Linked DNA regions of Gossypium arboreum: region 2 is linked to region 1. Evidence: chromatin contacts called from public Hi-C data. All regions are on one chromosome and are shown on one strand. The core of a region is the stretch at or near the end of the contact, and the rest is flanking DNA. Distances in the headings are between cores, read along the strand shown. Region 1 holds the start of LOC108467037 (probable inactive ATP-dependent zinc metalloprotease FTSHI 2, chloroplastic). Region 2 holds the start of LOC108461233 (nuclear pore complex protein NUP35-like).

Region 1 (2,700 bases), core at 200-2,699:
TTATTTTATTTAGTCACTCAATTTTCTGAAATTAAATATTTTAGTCACTTTCTCGTTAGTTGCTATTAGCTATGGGACAAAAAGCTGATGTTGACCTTTTTATTGCCTTAATAACAAATTTGGCCCTCTAATGATTACACATTTTATCAATTTGATCCTAAATCTAAAAAGTTCTATCAAGAAACAATTGATCCCTCTCTCACTATCGGCAAGACACCTATCAACCCTCTCATCAACCACCATACACGATGCATCACCATATTCAACTCACCTTTATCAGCATCTAGCACCATTGACACTCCTCTCTATTTACTCTTTCACTTCCTCTACTTTTTTCTCTCTTCTTTTCTTTCTTTTTTTTTTCAAAACCTTTGATTGTCCAATGTTGTGCCACAACCACCAATCGTTGCTACTTCTCTAATAGTTGCACCACTATTTAGATTGTCTTCTTTATCCACTATTGTTTCGGCCTCCTTTTACTCCTTTGGTCAACAATTAACTTTTTTTCTGTTGGGATCACTAAGAGTTGAACCCGAACCACTTAAACCAAACTAAGCCAAGCCAAGTCAATATGAGTTCTTTTTGTTTTTTTTTTCAATTCACTTTTTTTTTCCTAAATCTTTTGGTTTGTTTCTTCTTTTGCATATGGTGCTAAATTTTCCTCTCTAAAGTAAAGATCTTAATGGTTGTTGGTTTATTGGTTGTTTTTATGACTATCAAGTATTAAGGGTGTTGTGTATGCTAGGATTTTAAAGTATTTTGGGGTTGCTTTTGGGTTAGGGTTAAAAGAGAGGTGGTTGAGACTTAGCATATGGCGGGTCTCGAGTAAATGGTTGGTGGGAGTGGTGTGTAGGACTTGAGGGGAAAATGGTGATGGTGATAGCATCGTGCAAACGGGTAAGATGGTGAGTTCGTGATGTTTGTGGTTGTTTAACTAGTTTTGGGCTGAAGGAAAAATGGTTTGATGATAGAAGCTTTAGTGTTTGTTAGGTTTGAGAGTAGATGAAATTAATATGGTGAAGGTGAGTTGAAGATGGTGATGCATCAGGTATGGTGGTTGAAAAGAGGGTTAGAAAGTGTATATTGTTGAGAGTGAGAAAGAATCCAATTGTTTCTTTGTAGAAATTGTTATATTTTTTTTATTTAGGATCAAATTGATAAAATTTGTAAACATTGAAAGGACTAAATTTGTTATTAGGTTAATAAAAAAAGAGCTCACATTAGCTTTCCAGCCCACAACTAACAACAACTAAAAGGAGAGTAACTAAAATATTTAATTTCAAAACGTTGAGTGACTAAATCAAAAAATTAATAGTTGGGTGACCAAAATAAAATGAAGTGCATAGTTAGGTGATTATTCTTGTACTTTACCCAAAATATTAATGCGGGTTTGTTATAGATGTTAACCGGCGTCGTTTAACACTAAGGTTTAATATTCTTGTTGGTCGGGGACGCAGTTTTTTATCCGGGAGAGGTTTGAAGAGAAAGAAGAAAAGAATAAAATGCTGTGTCTTAGGCTTCCTATTCGACTAAATCGAATGTTCAATAACCTTAACTACAATGTCTCAGTTTCGTTTCACTACGTAAGTCTATCTCTTTCGATCTCTTAACATAGTGAAATTCTTTTCTGTTCATTTTCACTCATAATTCTCTTCACATTTTTTTTTCTTCATTGTTTTTTCATGGCTTATCATTTCTCTTTTGGTTCTTCATTGTACCCAAAGCTTCCATCTTTAAAACCCAAACCTCAAAACCCATTTTTCTTCAGCTCTTACCCTTCAATTTCTTGTCAAATTTATAGCTCTAAGAGCAATAGTTCCGATGATGATGATAAAACCAAGAAAACCCATTTCAATTTTGTTGCTTTACCCATTACTCTTACTATAATCTCCACTTCATTTCCACAACAAAGTTCTCTTGCTGCAGTTAAAGTATCTGATAGGAAAAAAACTCAGAAAAAAACTCAAGAAGCTTTGACCCCTGAGCAGATAAAACAATGGTCGAAAAATCTTCCAGTTGTAACCAACCGGATTCCATATACTGAAATTCTCAGTTTGAAACATGAGGGAAAGCTTAAACATTTAATTAAGCCGCCTAGTGCTAGTTTGAAGCAAAGGGCAGAGCCAGTTTTAGTAGTTTTAGAAGATTCTAGGGTGTTAAGAACTGTTTTGCCTTCAATAGATAGTGATAGGAAGTTTTGGGATTCATGGGATGAGTTAAAGATTGAATCTTTGTGTGTTAATGCATATACACCTCCAATTAAGAGGCCTGAGGTGCCTTCTCCTTATTTGGGATTTTTATGGAGGGTGCCTGCATTTATGTTGTCGTGGTTTAAGCCGAAGAAGGAGTCCAAAAGGGCGCTGGAAATTAGGAGACAAAGAGAGGAGTTTAAGAGGCAAAAAAAGGAGGAGTTGGCGAGAATGAGGGAAGAGAGAGAGATGATTGAAAAGATTATGAAGGCGCAGAAGAAGGAGGATGAGAGGAGAAAGAAGCGAGAGATTAGGAAGAGGAAGTATGAGGAGTCATTGCGTGATGCTAGAAGGAATTATCAAAGTATGGCAAATATGTGGGCCAGTTTAGCTCAGGATTCAAATGTTGCAACTGCGCTTGGATTGGTGTTCTTTGTGATATTTTATAGGACAGTGGTGCTTAGTTACAGAAAGCAGAAGAAGGATTACGAGGATAGGTTGAAGATTGAGA
Region 2 (2,700 bases), core at 10-2,509, 440 kb before region 1:
ACAACAATATGAAAAATGTAAACTTAAAAAGCTACTCTAATCATCATCATGAGAAGAGAAAGGAGGTGTCGAAGGAGAATGAGTAAGGAGATATGTCATTTGTATCTCTAATGTCGACAACCGAGAATTATCATCATCTCGATGAGATCTAAACTCATCTTGAAGTCCCCGAACATCGCTACTCAAGGAATGTAGAGTGTCAAGGAAGGCAATGTTGATATCAGACGAAGGTTGACCAACTTGAGAGGAAGAAGCAGGAAAAGCAACATGTTTTCCTTAAAAATATGAGATTTGTATCAATGTTTTAATTCTATTAGAAATAAATATATAAATAAATTTTAATTTAATTAGTCGTTCGTGTAAAGTTTTTTAAGTCTGAATATATCCAATTACTTGAACATTTTGGACTACATGTGTAAGAAAAATAATTGATACACATTTTTAATAGGATATATTTATATTTAAAAAAGAAACTTTACTCATATAATTAATAAAATTAAAATTTATCTATATATATCTACATTCTAAAATATATATATTTTATGTTTTTATATATTGTTAAAAATATGAATAGAATTAAAATATCTTATATTTTTAAAAATAATTTTATATAATTTAGAAAAATCGATATGGTTTTCTATATTCAATTTGGACTTATATAAAGGAATTTCCATTTTAGAATTCCAAAATTTTATTTTAATAAAAAGTTTTATATATTTTTTGAATTTTTATTTTATTTTATCTGATGTTAATGTGGAGTGTTATATTAGTATTGTTAATGATTACATTAATATTGTCAATAGTAGAGTCGAGGGGCTAACAAGGGCTTGACTCCTTAAAATATTTTTTTATTTAAACCTTTTATAATTTATAAAATTTTAAATTAGTAATGGTAAAATTATACTTTGACATTCTAAAAATGATAAAATTTAATTTAGTCATTTAACAATTATAAATATATAAACTATTAAAATAATGATATTATATTTTTAATATCGTAAAAATATACAATTTAATTTCGATCCATCCAATACAAATTTCTAACTCCACTATCAAATATTATAACAGTTAAAAATAAAAATATTAATCAAATAACTTAATTAATACAATTTAAAATTTTTTAAAAATTAATTAAGCGCTTTCTTCACGAAGGGTTTTATTCATCAAAGTTCATTTAGCCAAAAATTAATAGCAGGACAAAAGGCACAAGTATTTTAAAGTGCGAAAACAAGCTCAATGAGCGGAAAATTGAAGGACATTTACGTCATTTGACGCTAACTCAAACAGTATTGAAAATCCAAAATTTGAAATTTGAATAGTACAGGGTTTAGGGTTTCAAATATAAAATTCATAAAATTCCTTTCACGGTTGATTTGAAAAGAGCTCCTCTGCCTTTCAGTTTTGGGAAAATCCCAGTAGACCTCAACTCAACTCAAGGTACTCTCGCTTTTTCTCTTTTCTTCTCTGTTTAACTTTATGTTTAATGTCGATGAAAATCTTCGTTAAGGGAATTGTGCTGCAAAAATGGTATATGTGGGACATAAGTTTGGTTTCCGAGAAAGGAACATTGAAGAAAAACAAAAAAGCACATTAAGCTATTGATTCGTCTTCTTTTTTTTCTTTGAGACAACGGAAATAAATCCGAATAAAAGCAAAAACGATGTTTCTTTAGCTTTGGTTCTTTTGGCCTAAATTAATAAAGCTTTTCTTGATGAATAAATAAATCAATCAAGCTTTATAGTAATTTTTTTTTAAATAAAATTCTCAGCAACCAAAAATGCGTAGAGAGTAATTAAGATGTATTATTTGTTATTTAATTTTCTGTTGATAACTTTGGTCGATGTTGAGCTTCCTGAAATTGAATCTTAGATAGGCTAGTTAAGTTGGGAAAGGTAATGACATGATATTTATACTGAACTCTTTTTAAAGTGCTCATATAAACGAAAGAAATGAGCACTGTAGTTCATAGAACTCCAAAATCGGGGAGACAGTCATTGTTTTACCAAGATTTGGCCTCACCGATCTCTGCCCGGAGAGGGAAATTCTCTAGTCCTGGTCAAGCGGCTGCTGTCTCAGCTTTATGGCAGGAGAATTTTGGAGGTTCAGATCTTCCACCTCCTCCAATGTACACCTTGGAGGACCGTTCAGATTTTTCTCCTGAATCTGGTATACTGGATTATCCTATGTCTCCCGAAATCAAGTCAGACCCAAAAAGCCCGGTTCAAAGTTCTGGACGTGACTTCTCAACTCCAGCAAAGAGCAAGTCAGGGGCTAGCACTTCATTTGCTATACTTAATGGGCAGCAGAATCAGCAGAGCTCAGCAAGTTTGAGTTGGTGGTCACCCGCAAAGAATAGTAGTAATGAGCAGGATGACAAGGGAAAGGGTTCTCCCGTTGAGGGTGTTGTTCAACCTGGTGCTCTAATCACACTTCCGCCTCCAAGGGAAGTTGCTAGGCCTGAGATACAAAGAAATTCTGTACCTGCAGGCAATCTGGACGAGGAAGAATGGGTTACAGTTTATGGGTATGCTCCTTGCTACTTCCTTGTTCTACTTAATAATTGACATAATTGTCTTGTGGTCTTCTAGCAATTTCTGGAGTAAATATTTCTTGTATTATTTAAGCAGCCACTTCTCTGCATTTTGGATCCCTTTTTATCATTTTTCACATCGTCAAAATTTTACCCATTTATGTCAGGTA

What was found. Hi-C and Micro-C count contacts between places; a contact is called where the count stands out from the background.
Region 2: a Hi-C map of leaf shows a contact between it and region 1, with 3 times the contacts expected there. The contact joins the promoter of LOC108461233 here to the promoter of LOC108467037 in region 1. A contact is called at or near these places in 2 of 5 Hi-C or Micro-C datasets (both in leaf).

What each region holds. Positions count from the first base shown.
Region 1 is chr2:26,242,211-26,244,910 of ASM2569848v2, reverse strand. LOC108467037 (probable inactive ATP-dependent zinc metalloprotease FTSHI 2, chloroplastic) reads left to right here and starts at 1,449. Exons shown (of 12, transcript XR_008277508.1): 1 at 1,449-2,700.
Region 2 is chr2:26,682,319-26,685,018 of ASM2569848v2, reverse strand. LOC108461233 (nuclear pore complex protein NUP35-like) reads left to right here and starts at 1,259. Exons shown (of 4, transcript XM_017761008.2): 1 at 1,259-1,437; 2 at 1,948-2,524. The coding sequence starts at 1,950.